3 separate regions of the Mus musculus genome follow, and all the other regions are linked to region 3. Evidence: chromatin contacts called from public promoter capture Hi-C data. All regions are on one chromosome and are shown on one strand. The core of a region is the stretch at or near the end of the contact, and the rest is flanking DNA. Distances in the headings are between cores, read along the strand shown. Region 1 holds the start of Limd2 (LIM domain containing 2). Region 2 holds the start of Strada (STE20-related kinase adaptor alpha). Region 3 holds the start of Ace (angiotensin I converting enzyme (peptidyl-dipeptidase A) 1).

Evidence for each region. Capture Hi-C pulls out chosen DNA fragments and counts their contacts.
Region 1: a contact with region 3 is called in a promoter capture Hi-C map of pancreatic islet. The contact joins the promoter of Limd2 here to the promoter of Ace in region 3. A contact is called at or near these places in 4 of 39 promoter capture datasets (cranial neural crest, hippocampal neurons, stem cell-derived epiblast-like cells and 1 more), 3 of 484 Hi-C or Micro-C datasets (all in embryonic stem cells), 6 of 115 datasets of contacts at active chromatin or transcription factors (embryonic stem cells and pancreatic cancer cells) and 4 of 9 other capture datasets (adipose tissue, embryonic stem cells, liver and 1 more).
Region 2: a promoter capture Hi-C map of adipose tissue shows a contact between it and region 3. The contact joins the promoter of Strada here to the promoter of Ace in region 3. A contact is called at or near these places in 1 of 39 promoter capture datasets (stem cell-derived epiblast-like cells), 1 of 115 datasets of contacts at active chromatin or transcription factors (large pre-B cells) and 2 of 9 other capture datasets (adipose tissue and liver).

Annotation. Positions count from the first base shown.
Region 1 is chr11:106,157,536-106,161,815 of GRCm38.p6, forward strand. Limd2 (LIM domain containing 2) reads right to left here and starts at 2,641. Exons shown (of 5, transcript NM_172397.4): 1 at 2,516-2,641; 2 at 1,813-1,907; 3 at 1,627-1,671; 4 at 1,400-1,539; 5 at 1-1,298. The coding sequence starts at 1,854. The coding sequence ends at 1,139. Gm10840 (collagen alpha-1(I) chain) reads left to right here and starts at 1,853. Exons shown (of 2, transcript XM_030246469.1): 1 at 1,853-1,923; 2 at 2,225-3,624. The coding sequence starts at 1,853. The coding sequence ends at 3,026.
Region 2 is chr11:106,191,234-106,195,669 of GRCm38.p6, forward strand. It overlaps Strada (STE20-related kinase adaptor alpha), which reads right to left and starts at 2,370. Exons shown (of 13, transcript NM_001252448.1): 1 at 2,233-2,370.
Region 3 is chr11:105,965,892-105,970,324 of GRCm38.p6, forward strand. It overlaps Ace (angiotensin I converting enzyme (peptidyl-dipeptidase A) 1), which reads left to right and starts at 2,057. Exons shown (of 25, transcript NM_207624.6): 1 at 2,057-2,354; 2 at 3,016-3,183; 3 at 3,810-3,903. The coding sequence starts at 2,091. Gm11651 (predicted gene 11651) reads right to left here. Exons shown (of 3, transcript NR_104047.1): 3 at 1-685.

The sequences.
Region 1 (4,280 bases), core at 1,391-3,890, 190 kb after region 3:
TGATAGGCTATGGATTCCTACCATTCTTTGCAGATTTCTAGGGTAAAGGACTAGGAGGAAATTGGACAGCTGGAATCAGCTAGCAGAAAGGCAGACACTAAGGTCTTGGCCAAGTCAGAAAGGTTCTCTTCTGTACTCAAGTGTAGTGAATTAACCTCTGAAGAACCGAAGCCAGGCATGGATGACACAGGCCTTTTTAATCCCAGCACTTTGGAAGCAGAGGCAGGCAGATCTCTGTGTTCTAGGCCAATCAGAGCTACAGTGAGACCCTGTCTCAAAAACCCAAAACATTTGTGTGGTTGCAAGCCAGTGTGCCTGGCTACTCTGGGACGAGGATACACAGTGGGATTTCAGGTTTGACAGCTTAACACCCCAAGGTGGCACAGACCACCAGCCCCTTTAAGGCCAGGAGTATTGTGGGCTGTCCTCCATTCCCCTCGCTATGAGGAGTCTGCTGCATGCCTGCCACAAAGCATCCCCATCAGGCCACACAAGAGAGTCAAGAGCTGTTTAAATGTTTTTAAAAGAGGGTTGATCACAACAGAACAGCACAACAGATGGAGGAGCATAGCTACTGCCGACCCTGTCAGCTGAGGCTCTAGCAAGAGCTTTAGCTTTGTGGTGCAAGGGACCCCCAGACCCTGAAGGCTGCAGGCTGTCTTGCCTCTTCCCCAGCCCTCCCCCCTCAGCGAGGTGGCATCTATGAGGCCCAGTAGATGGCACTCTCCCTCTTCCAGTCTCTGTGGCTCATTACCAGGCTAAGGGGCAGAGGTAGATGGGGAGACAAGGGGGTACACAAGGCCCAGGTGGCAGTGAGGGAGCTTGGGACCCTGAGGAGGGCATGCTGACTCCTTGCTGGAGAAAAGGCACCTAAGTAGGGAAGCTGGGCTTGTGGGCCTCCCAGGGAGCCGTGGGGTGAGATGAGGTGGACTAAAGGACACAGTATGGTGAAAATTCCAATTCTGGTTCCCAACGCCAACCTCCCATGGGAAAAGTAAGGAATCCTGGAGCAGAGCCTTATGCCTGAAACCTGTGTGAGGGAGCCTCATCCTCTCCCACCCCGCGCCCCCGGGTTAATCTCCTTTCCACTGCCCAGCGGGAGGCCATGTGCTGGGAGGGAATGGGTGTTAAAGGGGTCTCAGGCCGTCTTGGTGCCTGAGTCCACCTCCTTGTGGGCCCAGAGCTCCTTGTGCTGTTTACGACCAAACCCTTCATCGTAGTTGCCTTTACTCTTAAACAGCTGCTGAAAGTGAGGTCTGCAGTAAAATTCACCGTGCATTGCAGCATAACTGCCCAGGCTGTGGAAGCAGAGAACATCTGGGTCAGTCTGGGGCAGGGCGGGAAGGTAGGGTAAGGGTGGGCAAGTAGGTGGGCAGGCCGGGACAGGGCAGGAGCGCACCTGAGTTTGGTGTGGCAGTGTTTGCAACAGAAACAAGAGTTGTGGAAAATGAGCTTGTCTGCCACCAGCCGCTCCATCGGGTACACAGTCTTCTGGCAGGCTGCACAGGTCTCCTTCACCTGAGCCCGCAAGCTAAAGGACTGTGGAGTAGGAGCAGAGTACACTTAGCAAGAAGCCGGGTTAGCGCCGACCCTTTCCTCTGCCCACACCCACCCTTAGGACCCTACCTTAGACCGCTGTACCGTGCTGCTGCCACTGCTGCCTTTGGCTTCCTGGGGGAAGAGGAAGAGTCAGAGGGGTCAGCTCTCCGGTGGCCCAGCCCACATCCCAGGGGCACTCGAGGTGGCACAAGGTGCCAAGCAAACAAGCTGCTCTTGTCCCCTTGACTCCTCCCCACCTGGCTGGACACCTACATGAGAGGGGGTGGCCTGGGCGGCTCCGGCAGCTTGGAACATGGCTCTTCAGAGGTGCTTGGTGGCCCTGGAGGAGATGCCGAGCCAAGAGGGTTCTGCAAGGGGAAGTCAGTCAGTGGGGCCCCATGAGCCCTCCCCCACTCTGCAGGCTGGGGTGTTTTTAGGCAGGGGGTTGGGGGGCTGCGGTTGGGACTTTCCCTAAGTCATTTCCTGTTGCTCTGGGTCTTGCCACTTCCGCCCCTCACCCACCCCCAACAGCCTACCCGCCCCTCATACAGCCCCCAAGGGTTAGGGGGTCCCTGAGTGGAAACATATGTGGAGACAGAACAAAGTTAGCGAGAGTGGCCGGGGACAGGGGCTCCACGGTCTTTGCCTGTGGGAAGCACAGGCAGAGACCCCGCCTGGGATGAAGGGAGGTCAGCAGAGGTCTGGGCAGGGTACCGCCAGACCCGCGCGCCCCCTCACCGGGCTTAGACGTCCAGCCCCTAGACAGTGCTGGGCCCGACCTCCTGCCTGGCCAGGCTGCGCTGCCTCCCGCGCCCGCTCTTCGGGACCCCAGACCCCGAAACCCCACCCCACCACGAGCCGGCCCTACGGGACCGACGCGAGCCTCGGGATCCCCGCGAGCGCAACGCGCGAACCGCCAGGCGGCGTCGGCCCCGCAACGCTCCGCGCCCCTCCCCCCGGCCGCCGTGGGTCTCACCGGGCCCGGCCTGCGCCGCGGGGCGGGGGTCGGTCGCTGCGGGACCGCCTCGGGTGCAAGTGGCGCGGGCGCGAGCTGCCGCCGCTGCCAGTGGTCCCCGAGCGGCAGCCGCCGCCTCACCGCGGCGCCGCCCCCGCCGGCCCCCGCCCCGCGCCCGCCCATTGGCTCCGCGCGCCCGGGGCCGCCTCCGGGAGAAGCCGCCGCCGACCCCCCTCTGTGCTTTGTCTTTCCCTTGCTCGCCGTCCCCCCGCCTTTGTCTGCCCCCACATCGCTTTCACAGCCCGCGCTCTCCCGCCTCCCGGAGCCAACCTCCTCTGCCGCTCGTGGAGAAGGGACGACGGCGGGGACCGAATCGCAGATCTCGGGAGGAGACGAGTTCAGCCTGCGATCGACACGCAAGGCTCTTCCGGCGCGGACCTTCAGAAATGGCCTGGGCCTTTACTGCCTCGGTTTACCCGTTAGCCGTTGTGAACGCAGTCCCATTAGCTCCGCCCCCTTCTTGCGCTCTTAAGACCCAGTAGTTTGAGGCACCCCACTGTGGGGACTCGGGAGGCAGGTCCACTGGCAGCCACGGAGTCCTACAGAGGAAGATGGAGGCGGCTCGTAGTCCCTCCGTATACCCCGATGTTAGGCCAAGGGAGCCGGCGGTGGGCCCATGTCACTACTGAAGGGGTGTGACAGATCCGCTATCCGAGAACTGCAGCCTTGTGGTTTCCGAAATCACCAGCCCCCTTAAGCTCGACATCCTAAATGGTTTCTGTGACCAGATTTTGTGGGATTAGTAACCTCGGGCCTTGCCATGGCCCAGGTCAAGCCCCTATCTGAAAGGACCCACTTCCTTGCATCAAGCACACCTTGTTCCACCGAAGGGAGCAGAGAGCCATTTAGGCTGGAGTTGTTTAGAGAACAAAGTGCAACAAGAGCTGCTTTTGCCGCTCCGCCCCAGCCCACTGCACAGCAGGTTGAGGGGAAGGACTCTAGGCAGCAGCATCTAGGGCACAGACTTCTGCTGAGGGCTTTGCCTGAAGCCCAGCTGGAGACTGTCTTCACACAGCCCTCGGCGACATATTTCCACACCCCTGTAACAGGAATAAAACTGGTGGCTCTAGCGCAGGCCCACGCGTGTCAGGGAACAGAACAACTTACCGCCTCCTGCCTGGCAGGGGAACAGGGAGGCAGCAGGCAGCATCACCCATCCCCACCCGCGCCCCACTGTGGTGCTAATGCACCCACGCTGAGCTTCGCTTTTCTCCCTCAGCCTCAGGTCGATGTTTGCCTGCACTGAGGCTCAGCCTGGACTTCGTAATGGGTGTTCCTCCACAACTAGGGGTGACTCTTCCTAGGAAAAATTATCCACACCTATCATCAGATTCTCCAAGGGAGCTGTTTTGTACAAGAAGGGTGAAGCCCTTAGGGACACCAGGCAGCTGCTCCGGGGCACTGATTGGCAGCCCGCCCTGCTGGGACCATCTGTGGGCAGAGCTGGAGAAAGCTACCACAGTCAGCAGTTAGCTAGGAGGAGGAAGGATCGAAAGCAGCTAACTGTGGGCCCACGCCAGCGTTCTGAGTTCGAAGCCACCCAGGGCTACAAGTCATATCCTGGTACACACGGACACACACACAAAAAATTTTTTTAAGTATCTGAGAAAAAGTTGGGCAGGGGCTAGAAGCGCTGGAGTGTCACATGAGCTTCTGTCACATGCCATTTCAGGTCCCCTAGCCTACCTCCAGTAGGAAAATTTTTTTAAAGTTTCTTTAAATGTTC
Region 2 (4,436 bases), core at 1,120-3,619, 230 kb after region 3:
TATCTGAGAGCCCATTCTACAGCTGATGTGTGTTTGTGTTTTTGAGTGTTCGGAAAATGATTAATATGCCACGGAGCCAATGCCAGAAAAGGAAAAGTTTGGAGGTAGAAGTGGCTTTAGTGGAGGGGTAGATTAAAATATTTATTCATTTAATGTATAAGAGTGTATAGTGGCTGGGCGTGGTGGTGCATGCCTTTCATCCCAGCACTCCGGAGGCAGAGGCAGGTGGATTTCTGAGTTCGAGGCCAGCCTGGTCTACAAAGTGAGTTCCAGGACAGCCAGGGCTATACAGAGAAACCCTGTCAAGGAACAACAACAAAAAAAGTGTATACTGAAGGCTTGCAGGAGGGGTGCACATCAGATGTCTTCCTCTGTTGATCTCTGCCAAGTTCAAGTTTAATGAAGGTTGACTAATGTTGAGGATTCTATCTTCCAAGAAGCAGGGATAGCAATTTGTGAGAAAAGTAGTACTTGATGTTTAAAAGGAGGTTAGAGATGGCTTGGTGGATTTAAAGATCACCAGCTAAGGCTGTAAAAGTGGCAGAAATCCACAGCTGAGAATGATAGCTCATGTGTGGATTCTCAGCCCTCAGTAGACAGAGACAGGAGGATCAGGAATTCAACATCACACTTGGCTACAGTCTCTTTTGAAAAAAAGAAGAGACAGAGTGTAGTCTATAGACTCCACTTCCCTTTTTGTCCCCAGTCTATTGTTGACACTCAGTACCCTCTATTACAGCAGCGCTCCCACTAACCACCTACATTCCTCACCTTAGCTTTTTCCCCTCAAGGCAAGGTTTCTCTGTGTAGCCTTGGCTGTCCAGGAACTCACTCTGTAGATGAGGCTGGCCTCGAACTCACAGAGATCCGCCTGCCTCTGCCTCCCGAGTGCTGGGATTAAAGGCATATACCATCATGCCTGGCTCTCACATTAACTATTACACTTACCAATGTGTGTATATGTATGTATATATGTGTATATATATGTATGTGCTTGTGTGTGTATGTATGTATATATTTATGTGTGTACCTGTTTCTATGCTTGGTGAAGCTAAAGGACATTGTGTATTCTACTCTATCACTCTGGACACAGGCTGACAGCCAGCAAGCTCTGGTGTTTCTCTTGTCACAGGCTCATGGCCACACATGGCTCTCTACATGAGTTCTGGAGACGGCAGCATATCTTCCTATCTACAGAGACACCTCTCCAACCACCCAACCATACTATCGCCTCATTATCTCTCCCACTACAACAGGTACCGATAGGAGAATTCACTTGTTCTGACAGACTTTTTTTTCTTCTATTTTTACCGCTGGTCCTCCAAACTTTATGTCGGAGGTCACAACTATAAACCCAGCCAAAAAATCTTCTAAGAAACCTAATTAAAGGGTGAAGAGAGTTGACCAGTTTCCGTACTATAACTAATGGTTAAACTATTAAGTTCCTGCACTACGGCAGAAGCAAGTTAGCAATTTTCTTTTTGGTAGTGTGGAGAATGGAAAGCAAGTCCGCACTGATGTTAATCAAGAACTCAGGCGCTGAGCCACGCCCACAGTCTCAAATTTGGTTAATCAACCCTCAAGGATCTGAGTCAGTCTCAGGTGTTGGGTACCTCCGGATAAGGTTATCAACTATCATGAAGACCCATCCAAACACTGGAACATAGTTCTACTTCAACGGGTATTTCAGTAAGACCGAGTCCAACCGTCTGGGAGAAAGGGGTCAAATTGAAGTACCTTAGGGTCTTAGCAGAAGACTGAGTTGAGAAGTTATCTATTTCCTAAAATTATGAACAATTTTATTTAGCCACTCCCCTTCTGTCATGCTCACTCTCCGCCACCATACTCGGTCCCCAAAACTGCTGGGACACTTAAGACAACACATTTAGAAACTCTTCGTTTTGACCAAAGCAGAGAATAGCTCTGATCTTGCTTCCGTATGAGAACTCAACCCCATTTGGAAGCCCCGGAAAAGGTGGGGAGGCCATGCGGTAGCTAGCCTCTCCGGTCCGGCAACTCTGCTCAGCATCTCCCCAGCCAGGCCCAAGCCTAATTTTGCTCTCAGGCTGTAACCTCAATGCGGGAACCCAGAACCCAGGTTAAATGAGGGCCAGAGGAGGGCGAGGGTGAGCCGGGATGGCCACTTGAGGCTCACCCCCGAGGACACGGACTCGGAGTCTGGCAAGAGGGATTATCCCTGGGAGCGCACCAGGCGGCTCCGCCACCGGGTACCTGGTCTAGGAGTCAGAGCGCAGTACCGACTCCGTCTCGGCTCCGCCTCCTCAGTTTTGTAGCCGCGCTGCCGCCAGGCCGGTTGCTGGGAGGGAGGTACGCAACGTGACATGCGCAGTGGAGGGACCCAGGGAGACTGGCCGAGCCTCGCCCCTCCCCTTCACGGAACAAGCCCCTCCTACTCCCGCCCCACGGAGGAAGTCCCGCCCCTCCCCTACGGAGAAGCCCTGCTTTGCCCCACCCAAGAAGGGAGCTCCGCCTCTTGCCTCCAGCAGAGGAAGTCCTGCCTTGCCCGGTTCTCAGAAGATGCTCCGCCTTACCCCCTGCCCACTAAGGACTCTGCTTCGTCTCGCCTCGCTTCACCCCACCCATCCCAGTGGAGGAAGCTCCGCTTTTCCCCAGAGAGAGCTTCTGCTTCCATCCCACGTTACCGTTACCGGACATGCTAGACCCGCAGTCGCTTCGTCAGGGAGAGAGTTATTAACTAGTCTTTTTTCCCCTTTGCTGAGGTCGTTCCTTATCTAGGACGAAGGCAGGTTTCCCCACGTATGTGGAAGCGAAAGACCTTGTCATTGTTGCAGTTCCAAAGGACCCTAGAGTCTCCCTCGAGTCTCTGTACCCCTCCTAACCCAGCAGCAAGAAAAGGGGCAAGGGCTAACTATAGCTATTGACTTGGCTACCAGGGGTATTCCCACCCCTCATCCCACACTCTGCGGTTCCCAAATCCCAGGTGCCATTTCACCTGGTAGGACTCCAATTGAAAAACAAGTCTTTCTTGGGTCAGTCTCAGGCAATAGAACAACAAAGAGGAAACTTACCCTTTGTGCCCAAAGTTCCTTCTCCTTAAAGCACAGAAAATAGCTCAACTAAACGAGAGCTATGGTTTGTTTTTTGTTGGGGTTTTTTTTTTTTTTTTTTTTGTCCCTAAGTGCTTCATAACTATTTTTTGGTAGTGAGGTATTTTTGAGATAGTGTCGCATGTAGTCTGGACTGGCCTTCAGATCAGCTTCCCTCTGCCTCTGCTGGGATGGGATTAAAGACTTGGTGGTATGTCCTCTATTAGCAGAAACCTGTGATGAGTTTGCCTTTATGAAAAAAGACAGCAGGGGCCAAACCATATAGGACTAATAAAATGAGGACTCCGTTTTATCATGAAGTGATTTTTAGTCACTTCAGTTACTGTGGAGTGAGGGCCCAATACATCTGTGTACATACTGTCAAGTAATGAATACTTGTTTTTTTTCCTGTCTCAGATTTATACCAGTCGACTAACTTCCAAGAATTTTAAGTTTGGCCACATCATACAGGAACTTGGAAACGCACACTACCCTCACCTGAAGATCTCAATGTTTTACACACAGCTGTAACCTTGCCTAGTGCGTTTAACATGCCAAATTTGTTCTCAGTCTCACCACATTTCATCATCAAACAAACATCACGAACTCACAAAAAGCAAGGGGACTGGAGGAAAATGCAGTTTCTGCCAGTTCACATGGTCTTTGGAATCCAGAATATTAGGGAAAGCAATACCTGAAAAGGTGTCAAGCTTCGGTTTTTATTTTTTCATATGTTGTGTGTGTACTTGTACTTGAATGTACTTGTGTGTGTGTGTATGTGCGCGCAGAAGCAGGCGGAGGAACTGGATGGGGTGACAGATAGTTGCCGGTGCTTGATCCTTTCCAAGAGCAGCAAATGCATCTTTCTGCTGACCCAGCTCTCCAGCCCCAAACTCTGAGACAGGGTCTCACATCTAGTCCAGGCTAACCAGACTGGCCTTAAATTTGGTAAACCCCGTCTCTTCTGGGATTATAGGTGTGAACCACTGCGCCGGGCTCTAATTGCCAAGGCAACCTCAAATTGAGTTTTTCTTTCTCCTTTCTTTCCCTTCCCCTTCTTTGGACTGTACTAGACATTGAACCTAGGGCTTCACAGCATTCTGGACAAATGCCTGAGCCCTAAAGCCTCTTACAGTCATTACAATAGGATGTGTAAACACTGGGTATTTCATCTATACCTAGTGACCCAGCCAACACATTTTCTAACAGGATGTTACAAATTGAGTGTGGCTAAAAGATTTTACCAACTGGATGGCTGCCCACAGTAACTGCTCAGAGAACCCCAGACTCTACTGTGACTGTGTGAGTGGCCAAATGCACAGCTTCTCATCCAGCAGTCTTACTGAGTCATAGTAAACTGTATACTAA
Region 3 (4,433 bases), core at 807-3,306:
ACATCCAACGTGCAATACAAGTGTAAGGTATATTTTCCTTATGTTCCCTCTCCTTCATGTACAAGACCCTAAAAATAGAGAAAGTTATTTTTAACTTTGATTTATCACGATATTCAATGTATTACTGTAAATTCCAAATTGGTGGGGTTTGGTTCTTCATAGATCGCTCTTGCAGAGACCGGGAGCTCCCTGCCAGGGGCATGTGCTCGAACGCCAGTCATTCATGTCACCCTTGTGCTCCCTTCTTTGTGACAGGTGCATGCTAAGCTCTGGGAAACCCACAGAGAATAAAGCAGATTGATAGAGTCTGTATCCACTCCCCCAAAAGTATGGCATAGTGGAAAGCCCTGTGCTTCAACAAGCTCTTACAATACATTGTCACCTTGAGGGAGGAGGAGGGTGACGACTCCAAGTACCCAGGCTATCAGTAAGCAAGGTTAGATTATTTTATCACAGTAGTGAGCCTTTGATTTCATCACGTCTGTAAGGCAGAGCTGTTCATTCCTGAACTTAGTCCCTAATCGGAGAGTAAAGAGGATGTCACACTGCCACACAGCTGGGCCTGAGAATGAGCCAGCAGAAAGCACAGCCTGCTCTTCCACTGTCTGGCCTGGTACTCAGGAGCTCTTCAGAGACAGTTGGGCCTCCAGCTCCACCCTGTCTTTCTCTCTCCTTGCTTTCAGTTCTGTTTCTGACAGAGGGGGAAAAAAGAAAAAGAAAAACAAACAACACAAATCAGATGCGCTCAATACAAGCTAAGGCCTGTACTTACCCCTGCCCACCCACCCTCCTCTTTGGGATCCTCTTTCTGAACTCCATAGGTACCACTCTCAGAATCCCCTCCTAACCCTCCACCAGTACAGCCTGCTTCCTCCAGAAACACAACAGCTCACACAAACCCACAGCCCTCAAATCCTGGGAGCCCAAGCAATATGGACCACCTAAGTTCTCAGCAGGTGGCCCCTTGCTCCTTCCTCCTTTCTCCATCTCTACCCGTCCCCTGGGACCTCTTTGGGAGCAAGTCACCTGACAGGCCAGCACAGTCTCACTCTGAGTCCTTGCAGGTCACACAATCTCCCATGTGAACTCCATCACCCCATCTGGCAAGGACAAGGGTCCGCCCACCTCTTTGGGGGCACAGCCCTGGTGCTCAGAGGTTAACTTCACAGGCTGCTGATGCATTTAGAGGACCTGATTCTCCTTCCCCCAGGCCTGTCACTTTGAGGGACGGGTGGAGGAGACAGGGAAATGACTGGGAGTGTGGAGACCTGAGGTGACTTGAAGCCAATCTGTCTCAGGGGTAATTTCTCCATTTTTAAAAAGCAGGGGGTTGTTGTAATCTCTAAGGCACATTTTTTTTTAGCTTTCAGAGCGTGCAACTGCGAGGTTCTAGGGCTCTGTTGGGACCACACATGATGGTTCTTGTGAGTTGAACAGCTGTGTATCCAAAGAGTAGGGGCAGGCATGCCAGTGCTGATGGCCTAGTCTATGGCTCCCCCTCATAGAGCAGAATAGACTCTATTTCGAGGCATCCCAACAACCGAAGCCCAAGGTGAACTGGTTGCTGACATCTGCAGCACCTAGCCAAGGCGCCTGTCAGGACAGCTAAACTTCCCGCGCCCACGCAGGCGACCCCTTTCCTCCATGACCTGGCAACCTTAAGTCCATCCCGGTGGCACCAGCCTGCCACCCCCGCCCCCTTGTCACTCAAGAGCCCGGAAAGGCTTGGAGGGTTATGCCAAGCCTGCTGGGCTCTGTGGCCTGAGACTACGTGGTGGCGGCCAGAGGGCACGGTTGGGCCGCAGCAGTGTTTGCAGCGGGCAGGGACCCTTTTCTAGCTTCCTCTGAGAGAGCCCGATCTAGCCCCATTTCTCCATCCAGGCTGCTCCCTGGCCCCACAGGGCTCTCCTTGCCCAGGGCGGGCGGGGAATCAGCCGGGTTCGCGCTGCCGGGGACTTTGGAGCGAGGAGGAAGCGCGGAGGGGCGGGGAGGTGGGGGTGTGTCGGGAGGCGGTGGTGGCTGGGTTTTATAATCCGCAGGGCGGTCGCGGCACGAGAGAAGGGGCAGCGCCGCACCGCGCGCACCGCGCCATGGGGGCCGCGTCCGGCCAGCGGGGGCGGTGGCCGTTGTCGCCTCCGCTCTTGATGCTGTCGCTGCTGGTGCTGTTGCTGCAGCCGTCGCCCGCCCCGGCACTCGACCCTGGATTGCAGCCGGGCAACTTTTCCCCGGACGAGGCAGGGGCGCAGCTTTTCGCTGAAAGCTATAACTCGAGTGCCGAGGTGGTGATGTTCCAGAGCACCGTGGCCAGTTGGGCGCACGACACCAACATCACGGAGGAGAACGCGCGACGCCAGGTGGGTGCCCGGGCCCGGGCGGGGGCGGGGCGCAGCAGGACGCAGCGGCCAATCACAGGCCTGCGGTCCGTCGCCTAGGGCGGACAGCAGACGCCAGAACCCCCCCGCCCCCCAGCCTCAACCCTGAGCACTGAGGTCCCTAATGGGACCCCTGCCATTAGGCCGGACCCTCCCACCCGCTCTGCGCATTAGACAGGCAATGATGCTCCAGTACGGGCTGGGCACGTGATCCAAGCCAACACAGGAATGGAGTGGATGAAGCTGGCTCCTCAGAGGCCAAAATCCTCCCGAAGCGGCATCAAGGGTTGGGGCGATGGCTGTCTGCGTACAGGGTACCCAGCTTGGCTGCAGAGCCCTTGCCCTCTGGCATTTGCCTGATCTCCTGTTGAGTTTCTTTCCCTGGCCCTCCACTCACTGTCCCCTACTTTGGCCCCAATTTTCTCCTTCATTGTTCCCTTTGAACTAGATTCCCACACTTTCCAACCAGAGGGCTCAGGAGGAGGGGTGCTGCCCCTGCAAGCTCATCCCCAGGACAGGATCTCTGCAGGAACAAGGGGTCCGGAAGCCCTTAGCCTACCACTGCTCTCTCAGTTCTGTAGTCTCTCCTACCTGAGCCTCTTTCTAAGCTGGGCTACTCTTTCTACCCTCCTGGTGAGCACAGGAGGAAGCGGCCCTGGTCAGCCAGGAGTTTGCAGAGGTCTGGGGCAAGAAGGCCAAGGAGTTGTATGAGTCCATTTGGCAGAACTTTACTGACTCAAAGCTGCGAAGGATCATCGGATCTATTCGGACCCTAGGACCTGCCAATCTGCCCCTGGCCCAGCGGCAGCAGGTGGGTCTGAGGGTGGAGGCAGAACTTGAGCTCCCCGGGTGCCTATTGTGGTTGGGAAAGCAGCCCGGCAGACCGGAAGGGACTGATAGTCTGTTTGGACCTTGGCTATCAGGAATCTGGGGAGACAGAGTGCTGTTCATGGGCTTTTCCCTCCAGATGCATGGTGTGACAAGTCACTTTGTATTGTGGAGTAGAAAGCCAAACGCGGGAGCTGGCGGGTAGCTGAACTAGTGTGAGGCCCTGGAGTTCATACTCAGAATTGTATTGCACATACAAAGAGAGATGTGCTCTCTCTCTCTCTCTCTCTCTCTCTCTCTCTCTCTCACACACACACACACACACACACACACACAGCACAAAGGCCAGGGGATAGCAGGGATTCATGCCCGCTGTGAGCTGGAGACCAGCTGATGCTTGCCTCGGCTCTCTGGTCAGTGGGTACCACCTGCAAAGGCTGCTTGCACTGAAAGGGGCACCAGTATAGTAGGGGTTGGAAGAACTGGGTGGCCTTGTCTGAGTCACATCCTTCCTCCAGGCCGCTTTTTCCTTCCAGCCAAAGGGGTGGGAAGATTAACTCCAGGGGCTAATATTTGGTCACTAATATTTCCTCAACTCCAACTTGGCAGTACAACTCTCTGCTAAGCAACATGAGCAGAATCTACTCCACTGGCAAGGTCTGCTTCCCCAACAAGACTGCCACCTGCTGGTCCCTGGACCCAGGTATGGTCCTGTCCAATCTCTGCTGGGGTTTCCTGGTCCTTTTGGGTCACCTCTAGGATGATGTCTGTCAGTAAACCAAAGGCACTGGTACCCCATTGGGGCTGGAATGTGCAGATGTACCCACACTTCTGCCTCACACCCTTGCTGCTTCTGGCAAACTCACTTCAGGGAGCCTCTAGCACAGCGGTTCTTATCCTGTGGGTTGTGACCCTTTTGGGGGTCAAAACAACCCTTCCACAGGGGTCACCTAAGACCATATTTACCCAACACAGATATTTACACTATGATTCACAACAGTAGCACAATTACAGACGTAAAGTAACAACAGAAATAATTTTATGGTTGAGGGTCCCCACATGAGGAACTGTATAAATGGTGGAGGCATTAGGAAGGTTGAGAACCACTGGGCTAGCCCACCCCTCCACCACCGTCTGGCCACCTAGCTCTCCTTTTAGGGGTCCTTTCACCTTCCCCAAAAGCTTCCCACAAGCCCTGGGTCCCTTGGTGCTTCGCTGTTTTATGCAATGGGC